Regions from separate parts of the Gossypium raimondii genome. Here region 1 is linked to region 2. Evidence: chromatin contacts called from public Hi-C data. All regions are on one chromosome and are shown on one strand. Each heading gives the region's core, a stretch centred on a gene start, on an enhancer-like site or on the middle of the called end of the contact. The rest is flanking DNA. Distances are from core to core; before and after follow the strand shown. Region 1 has its middle 3.8 kb from the start of LOC105762334. Region 2 holds the start of LOC105763144 (caffeoylshikimate esterase).

Evidence for each region. A called contact is a pair of places that touch in the nucleus more often than the background predicts.
Region 1: a contact with region 2 is called in a Hi-C map of leaf, with 3 times the contacts expected there. The contact joins the enhancer-like site here to the promoter of LOC105763144 in region 2. A contact is called at or near these places in 2 of 2 Hi-C or Micro-C datasets (both in leaf).

What each region holds. Positions count from the first base shown.
Region 1 is chr12:8,511,307-8,516,530 of ASM2569854v1, reverse strand. No RefSeq gene overlaps it. Among protein-coding and RNA genes, the nearest start is that of LOC105762334, 3.8 kb to the right of the region's middle. Within about 2 kb of position 2,105, the one cell type or tissue checked has open chromatin away from gene starts, as enhancers often do. A contact at or near this core is called in leaf, where this site is marked.
Region 2 is chr12:8,368,941-8,373,873 of ASM2569854v1, reverse strand. LOC105763144 (caffeoylshikimate esterase) reads left to right here and starts at 2,636. Exons shown (of 10, transcript XM_052625597.1): 1 at 2,636-3,097; 2 at 3,762-3,823; 3 at 3,921-4,102; 4 at 4,718-4,747. The coding sequence starts at 3,778.

The DNA of each region.
Region 1 (5,224 bases), core at 856-3,355, 140 kb before region 2:
CTTGTTTAGTTCTTTTGTTTATTATATATACGATAGCATGCATGCATACATACATAATATCATTTTATATATATAGAAATAATTTTAGTAACAATTAGTTCTAAATAAGCTTTTAAGACATTTGTTAACTATTACATCAATATGATTTAATTTTACAATCAAATTATTAGTGAAATATTATAAAAAATTAAGTAGATTCATAAAAATAATTAATTGCATTTTAATAATGCATACAATTGGTCCTTGCATGATACGGATATCCAGACAAGTATATTTATATTATAAGGTAACAATGATAACCTAATTCTTTTTCACGTGTCATACCTATCCTATTGGCATGTGGCAACAAAATATTTTTACATATAATATCTATTTTAAAAATTAATACAAAATTTAAATAAAAATACAAACCTTTTTAAATTAATAATAATATCTAAAAGATAAACTTCAAACGTTTTTGTTTTAAATTTGTTTTAATATGTTTTAATTTAAGATTTTAAATTAATTTAAGTGATATATCGTTTTTAAATAAATAAAAATCATAGAAGAAATTTAAAATATATATTCTATTAAATTTAAATAATGATATGTTAATTAAAATATATACCTAATAAAATATTAATTTAGTATTAAATTTTGAATTTAAATAATTGAGTAAATTATACCACCCCAACTATTGCCTATTTTATTTTTTATCACCCAACTATCAATTTCTTAATTTGGTCACTTAACTAATCAAAATTATTTTTTTGACCCATTTCCGTTAAGTGCCATTAAATGTCTGATGGGAGGTAGCGTGACAGTTAAAAAATCGGTATAATAACAAATTTAGCCCTCAACTTTTACATATTATATCGACTTGGTCATAATTTTTTAAAAAATTAACCCTCAAAATTTACAAAGGATCTCAATTTGATCTTGAAAATTATCCCAACAAACAAAGTTAGTGAACTGTTTTTATTTTTATTTTTTCATAAGTCAAATTTATGTTTTTACACTATTTAAAACTTGGTTTCGTACCGAAAGAAATTATTTAAAACTTTGTTTGTAAAATTAAAAGTATTAAATATATAGATTTCTAAAAGATATTAAAAAGTCTTTTAAACTTTATTTTTAAAATTAAAAAGGGTAAACTATAAAATAGTCACTTTTGTTTCTCTTAGGTTACATTTTAATTACTTATATTTAAAATATTACGTTTTAGTCACTTACGTTAACGCGTTGTAACATTTTAGCCATTGAGCCGTAAATTTCCATTAACAATGTAATGGTAAGCTGATGTGGCACGTTAAATCATCATTTCAAACAAAAATTTCATGTTAAATTATACAATTGATCCCCATATTTTTTCGTTTTGAGCAGTTTTTTTTTCTTTTATGTTCTTTCAACTTTCTCTTTTTTTTTCTTCCCCATTTTTTAGTCTTTTATGCTTCTCCCTCTATTTTCCTTCTTTTTCCATCTCTTTTAACATAAAAGAAAAAAAATTAAATTGCTCAAAACGAAAAAAATATGGAGACTAATTGTATAATTTAACCTAAATTTTTGTTTAAAATGATGATTTAATGTGCCACATCACTACCATTACATCATTAACAACAATTAACGGCTCAGTGACTAAAATGTTACAACACGTTAACATAAGTGATTAAAACGTAACATTTCAAATATAAGTGACTAAAATGTAACCAAAGGGAAACAAAAGTGACTATTTTGGTAGTTTACTCAATTAAAATCATTTTAAACTTTATTATAATAGTTTTATTTTTCAAATTTTCTTTCTTATAATTCATAATATTACAAATATATTATCTTTCAAAAATTTATTTATATTTTTTAAATAATATTAACCAATATATATCCATTTAAATAATAAGAAATTCATGAAAGGCATGAACAGTATATATATATACCAAACTCAAATCCAAAATATTACTCAGCCAAACCCAAATCCAAAATAAACAATACAATTTATTCAAAGTCCAAACCCAAACAAAATAACAAGCACAACCCAAATTCATTTCCCCCTATAAAAATATATCTAAGGCTAAGCCCTACCAAGCCCTCGTCGGTTTCTCTCATTTCCCCTTTGCCTTTCCTAAATCAATGGACGTAATTTCCCAACCTCCATCTCGCCTCCAGCCTTCTCCCAGCACGGTAGCGCCGTTACTGTCTATCAGCTTCTCTTGTCAATTGTTTCTCTCAGCATCAACAAATACTGACCCTCTCCTGTTTTTATTTTTCCTCCATATGTACACCATTGGTTTCATATTATTTGGGTGATTGATTCAATATTGCAAAATGAAATCTAATTGTTCTTGATGAATATCAATTAAACAGATCACAATGTTGATCTTGGCTGTTGTTCAGTCACTAATTAGCCTCAAAATTACTATTTTCGATTTATATAGTTTAAATTTGTATGCTTTAAGCACCAACTTATCTACTTTTTATTATTATTATTATCCATTTTTATTGTATGTTGATTATATCGTGATTTTATTTTGTTGGTGTCTGGCATTCTGGGTCATTAGCGGGTGAAAGAATAGGTACCCTTCGTGATCTTCAGCAATATCTAAGATTCTCATTTCAACTCATCCACAGTTGTAATGTTTATTTTGAATGTTAAAATGTGTCTTGTACCTAGTTGTTGAAGTCTATTAGGCTAAACTATGTTTAAAGTGCATATTATATGTTTAGGTTTAATGCCTTAGATGAAGTATGAAGTAAATATAAGAAGGTTATGCACTTTAATCATTGGTTTCTTGCTTGCCAAATAAACTAGCTTGGTAGATAAGTAGGATAACTTTGTACTGTGTATGTGTATCATGTTTTGGTTTGATGTGGTGATATTAAAGGTGTGAATTTTGAAATGATTTTATAGTGTATCAGTACGTGTAGCCAAATGTATCAGTATGTCCACTGCTATAGTACGAGGTACTTGTATCGATACAAGTCCTCACTTGTAATGATACATCTATGCTAGACAGGGTCTCTCTTGTTGACTCTCAAAATTCTATATTTCGTATTGTTTTAAAATGTTTTCATCTTGATTTTAAATTTTTAAAGATGAATTGGATTATTTGAATTGGTTTAATCTAAATGATCTTGTCGAAACTATTTTTTTATTTTGGAAAAAAACAAAAATTAGTTGTCGACTTTAAAAAGAACAAAAATTGGGAGTCGCCACTAATCTTTTATTGAGATGTAATTGGATCACCTAAACAACAGCTTTGGTCTACGAGTTTTAGAAAAATGGATCCGGGAGTCGGTTATGTACGAGGAAGGATTAGCACCCTCGTAACGACCAAAATTGGTACCTAGTTAATTAATTAGTGTCTTAATGTCGAAAATTTAAAAATATGATCCTTAATAAAAACTAAAAAACGTTACTTATTAAGACTTTATCATTTCAGAGAAAGAAAATGTCACACCCAGTGCGTTAGGACACGACATTCTATTTCCTCAAAAATGATTTAGTCCAAAATACTCTTATAATAAAAATTTAAAAGAATATCCATTTATTTAAGATTTAAGAAATCACGGCCCAATACGTTAGGGCACAATTTCTCAAAATCCTAAACTTGGAATATTTCCTTTGTTATCATTTTTTTTTTAAATATTTGTCTCGAGAAATCAATACGTCACATCCAATACGTTAGGATACAACATATTAAATTCCCGACAACAAGCTTTTCATTTTATTTTTTGATTAATGAGCAACTCTCGATCGTTAGATTTAACGAAGAAAATCAGAATCCAATACGTTAGGGCTCAATTTCCTTGAAAATCCTAAATACGAGTATTATCTCAATTTTGAAAATTTTTGAATAAAATGATTTTGATGCTTGAATGATATCAAACATAGCCTTTTAAGCGAATAGAATGCGATAAATGACAATATACAACATGGAGCGATAATTAGTAAATAAAACATACACTAATGAATAATAAATAATAAATGAATTGAAAGAAAATACATAAATCTATTTAAGAGAGAATTTAAAGTTAATAGATAAAATAATATGAAATCAATAATATATAGAATAAAAATAATTTATTACAAATTATATATGTATATATAAAATAGCATTGTATAAAAACATTTTCATATAAATCTTTAAGACATATAAATATGTAAAGTGAATTTCAAAATATATTACAAAATAGGGATATCAAAGAATATATACAAATCATGTTGAATTTACCTAAAATATAAAAAGTGTGATAAATCAAATAATAGCAATATATATTGAATTTCAAAATAATGATACATTATAATTTTTAAAAGGGTAATATATACATATAATTCAATAAACTTATAGCCATAATACATATAAAACGTAAAAGAAAATGGAAAATACTAAGCTTAATCATTAAAATAACATTAGATTCAAAATTAAATATATTTTAAAAAAAATAAAAGATAAAAAGAAAAAGCAAAAGGGAGAGGCCAAGGTGAAAATCCACAAAGGACGCCTTAAGACCAAAGGGGATTTGAGTTGAAACCCCGAAAAGGGCGGCTCAAATAGTGATCAAAATGAGGCATGAGGTGATTAGAGCAACTCGAATCTTGATCAGATTGGGGCATGTGGTGATCTAGTCAATAGGAAAGAGTAGGCAACATCTTGAGGCATCGACAGAGTACTGTAGATCTCTTAAACACATGTCAAACTCAGAAGGGTCTTCAGAAAGTTTGTACAGAGAAGTTCAAGCTGCGATATCTGGGACACCCAATTTTCATACTATTGAATTTGTTGTTCTTGGAATACTTCATTCTTTTCAAAGATACACATTCCCAATCAATTTCTTTGTTATCCTTCTTTGTTATTTTTGATAATTTATTTCTTTCGAGCTATGCCCAGAACCAACTTTTTCTTATCTATTGTTATGACATTTTTTGCAAGCATGTTGCATTGGAATAATGATTAATGAACTAATAAAACTTTCATAAGGGAAGTTTTGCATATTACTTTAGAAGTTTCTAAATAATACAGGAACTTGAAACAGGACTATTGTTTAGAACGCACCAAGTTAAAAGGTTGGAAATTTAAGAAGGAAGAGTCTAATTAGAACTTTCTAGATTCTGCTGTCAAAAACATTGATTGAGCAAAGTGACAGGATGTCAGGTTGGTGAAAAAGCTAAAATAAACAAGCGAGCAATGGTCACCAGGTAATAGGAAGAGGTTTCCTCGGAAAAGAAAGACTTCATTTGCACATGAGCCTT
Region 2 (4,933 bases), core at 1,387-3,886:
TTTTTGGAAGGTCGGTTAATTTGATTATAACAATTTCGAGTAGGTTAACCGAATGAACACCCCTAATTATTAGACGCTGGACAAGTAAAAGAGTAATCGAAAGCATCAAAGTCTAAAAACATTGTACGAGCCTTCAAAACAACTTGGCCCAATAAAGACAAATCATGCGACACACTAGGAAAACTTATATGATCCAGTAAAAATATTCATAAAGCCCATATCATGAGCGAAAGTAAGACCCATCATCACCGCACGAGCTTCCACCAAATTCTAATCAAAACAGTTAGGGGCTCTCATCGCCATTCCGCCCATAACCAAAGCATCCTCGTCTTGCACTATACATCCAAACCCAACTTTATTTGTGGTAGCATCCCACGAAGCATCAACATTAATTTTTACACGACTTAGGATAGAGGCACACCATCGTTCAGTCTGAAGTTGCCTCAATAAAATAGGCCTATAAATCATATTATGAACACGAAAGTCCTCAAGTGGAAACCACGCAAAATTTAGTGCAATGTTGGGGAGGGGGAGTAAGATGCTCGTTCAAAGCCTCATCATTCCACACAATCAAAAGCTCCCACAAAAACATGCAAAAATTAGCCATGGCAGTCCTGTCCAATTTACGCATAGCAAAATCTAACCAATCAGTACAATAATAAGCATCAAAAGTGAGAATTATGTCATCATACATGCCAACCAAAGAGTTCTCCCTATCAACTCCACACCGACAACAAATAGAATTAAGAGAAGACTTAAAAGTTGATATCTTAGCATGAGTAGGCAGGATTTCATGCCCAACATGCCAAATGAAAAGCTTTACCTTAGGAAGCATAGATAACTTTGAATGTAACACCTTTCACCCATTTGAACTTATGGTATGAAGGAAAGTGCCATCGAAGCACTACTTATCGAAATCTCAAAGTTATTTAAAAATTCATAACTTCATTTTTCTTTTTACAAAATTATTGAATAAAATTTGATATATTTTGAGAATTTTAGAAATAATTTAAAACCATTTAGAACATGTTTGGAAGTAACCGGAGTTATCTGAAACTTAAAGCGAGCCCCCAAAAGCCAAATCAAGTTAAAGTAGTGCAATGGCCTAGGTGTAAGGAAGTTGTATCTGTACCTCTAGAGGGATGTACCGATACAACTCCAATAACATGCTCATTTCAGCTCTTTGGCTCAATTGTTCCAAAACAACTAAGCCAAGTCCCTACACTTGGACCCATAGAATTGAAAATTAATCTGAAAACACTCTAAAACATCCCCAAACACTACTAAAATATATCAATGAGTTTTAAATCATTTTAACTTAATTTATAAACTCATTTAAACTCAAAATACAAGACATACGTATATTCGAAATGAGTAACAGAGTAAAACTTCATTAGGAAACCAAAAGAGATTTAAGTTAAGAATAAAATTTACAAATACAGTTTGAATCTAAGCCTTTAAATGCATGCCAAGGATCTTATAAAATGAAAATAATATAAATACATTACAACCTCAACTTGAAGGGTGATGCGGATTTCGACTTAGGCTTCAAAATTATCAAATGTAGCAGATTACTTATTCTTTTTTTTGTCTGAAATTAAATTAAATTAGATTTTATTTAATTTGGCTTTAATTAATTTTAAATCAATTTTAAATAGATTCTAATTTAGTTTAATTTAATTTTGAAATTTTGACATGAAGTGGGGTGGATATTTGAATGTTGGTTTTGAAAAATAATAATAAGAAATTTGTTGGAAAAAATAAAATTACTTTTTAGAAAATTAAAAAATCAGTGTTAAATAAAAATCATTTTCAGGCTTAATGTTGAAAGATTCTTTTAGAGCTCAAATTAATTATAAAAAAGACTAAATTAAGATTTAATTTTAAGGCCCAAATTAGTTTTAATTTGTTTCTAAAGCCCAAATTAATTTGTTTAATTTAACATCCAAACCTTTTGCTTTTGAAAGCCTAAACTTATTGAAAAGTCCAAAACCATTTTGTAGGCCCAATATATTTTTAATTTTAATTCGAGCACAATTTAATTTGCACCTAATATTAATTATTTTTAATGCTATGAGTCAATTTTTAAATTTGTTTACGTAATTAGAAAAAGTATATTAATAGTGTTAATGGTAACTAATTATTTTTAATGTTATGAGTCAATTTAAGTAATGAATGATAGTTTAAATGTCAACAAAGACGAAAAATAAAAACAAAAGTAAAAGACATGTATGATTGAAAGTGGAATTAGCTTCGGATAAACTACATACATAATCATTTAATTATAACAAAATTTTATTTTAAATATTAAAAGTATTTATAATTTAGATACTCACCTTACTTGATTAGATGATTTTGGTCAAAGTAGAAACGGAAATCTGAAGTAGATATTTTATATCATATATATATATATATAGTTTTAAGTAAGTTTAGATAAACGATGAGATGCAATATATTTAATTTATTTTTTATTTTATATAATAATATTATAATATCTAATCTCATCGCCAATCCTTATTTTTACATTTAACAGAAAGCAATTTTAACTTACCTTTAGTCGCTCTCAATTTGTGTTTTTCTTACAATAAGCTGAACGCAACATCAAAGATCTTTGCAAAAAGGTAAACTGCAACCGCAGTTTCTTGTTGAGTGTTTTCTTCTTCTTCCTTCACGATGGGAGGCTGTACTTCCAAGCCTTAAAAACCCAAAGACAACCACCCAAAATAACTATCCTACCCTGCCTCAGCCACCCAAATCTCCTCCGCCTCTCCTGCCTCCGACCACCCCTTTTCTTCCCACTTACAATCCGAGTCCGGCTCACCCAACCAAACCCAAAACTCCTTCGACGCCGCTGAGGTTTCTTAAGAAATCGTTTCCGTCTCCTTCTCCGGCGAAACACATCCGGGCGGTCTTGAGACGGTGGGAGCGTAGCGGGAATTGCGGAGACGAAGGAGGATGAGGATGGAGTTGAACCGGATAAAAGATTAGGGGTTTTGAAGGAGTTGAGGAGTAAATTGGAAATTGGGGAAGAAGTTGGGTATATTTGTTCTGCTAAGCTCAAGAAAGGAAGTTAAAAGGAGAACAGGTTGCTGTTAAAGTGATTCCCAAGTCCAAGCTAACAAATTTCTTTTTTCTGTATTAAATTTGGGACATTGAAATCAAAGTTATGTGCTTTAAGATAGTGAATATTAGCTGAAATTTCTTTGAAGTAGTCTTGTATGATTCTTGTTTCATTTGCCATGAATGAGGGAATTTACTGTTTTTTGTGTTCAGCTCATTGTATATCAGATTTCTGCTTCCCGCAGATATCAAAATGATCGAAATAGATACTTAAATTGTAAAAATATTTGGATGACAATTTTAATTTTAATAAACAGTGGGAAGAATATTTTAGCACGTACAATGAGAGGGAGATAACGTGGGCACTTTCCTTCCTTTTATAGAACTCAATCACCTTCACCTACCGCCTTTTCCTTCTCTTTGCGAATCTTCCAAGTAATAAATTAATCAGAAAATAGAACAAATAATTTCCTCGTACGATTTTCCTTTATTAAAATCTGACTCTTAAAACAAAATTTTGAAAATTAATTAAATAAACTAAACTAAACTACTGCACTCTAAAAAGAATCTCTCCATTTCAACTTTTGGACTTTTGCTTGCTGACATTTCTTACCTTATCAATTTTTTTGCCCCATTTCCTGGATTTTAGCTATATAATTTAATTTATTTGTTTTTCTTTCTACTTTTTTTTTTCTCAAAAGGAAAAGAAAAGGCCACATGGCTTTGAAATCTTCAAACTTGTTGCGGAGCCATCTTTTTTATGGTACCTCTAGAACCCCCTCCCCTAATTGTTATTACTTTTTTCTATTTATGTAGAGGAATTGGCATCTGAAAAGAGATAGACTTCTGGTTATTGGCAGGGTTTTTGTTGAAGTGGAGAAGAGAAAAAAGCAGAGTAATGGCTAAGCCCCTGAAGTTTAAAGGGGTGGATGAAGAGTTGCAAAAGATTTTGGATGCTAATATGGATGAAGCACCTGCTAGAAGGAGAGCCAGGGAAGCCTTTAAGCATATTCAACTTGGACTTGATCATATTTTGTTCAAGGTCTTTGTTTTTCAACTTCATCCTCCTAATATATATACTTGCCTTCTTTTGGCTACTAAATTTATGTATTGTCTCGGAGTATTAGTTCCTTTTTTCCCCTTTTTTCTTCCAATGGCTCTGGGATGGGTTTCTTTTATCTGGGTTTTCTTTATGCTGTTTAGAGGATTTTTTTTTTTTTGGTATTCAAAAGATTTATATTTCATATATTGATTGTATACAATTCCATGCACTGTTTAGAGGATTTGGTTGAGTTAATATATAGTTAAAGGAATGGCTAGATTAAAAGGAAATTTGGGTTGTAATTAGAATGAGCAGACAATTTCTCAGCATTTGTGTTCAAAGAAATGAATAAGCTGTAAGTAAGATCGTTTGTTGGCATTATTTTATTTTATTTTCTGATTCTTTTTAGTGATAGTTAAAAGGATTCGGTTAAGTTGATTAGTTTGAGAGAACAAAATTAAATTGATGGAAAATTGGATAATTATTAGAATGAATGAACTTATTCTCAATGCGAGAACTCAGTTTTCATATTCTCTTTCTTTTGGTTTGATAAGCCTGGTAGATAATTTTAACGTTTTGAGCGGTTGTTAAATAAATGTTACTTGGTTTTGACAGACACCTCTCGATGGGCTGAAGATGAAGGAGGTACAAGCTTTGGACTTGCACTTTTCCCTTTGATATTAGCTAGGCTTTTGTTCGCTACAGCTCTTATTCTTTTATCTCATTTTGAATGCATAAGAACTTCCGAATCCGAATGAAAAGTTTTGTGTAAAGATCTTGCTATGGTATTAGTTGTAATCTTGTGTTAATATCAATTGAAAGGCCACCAGA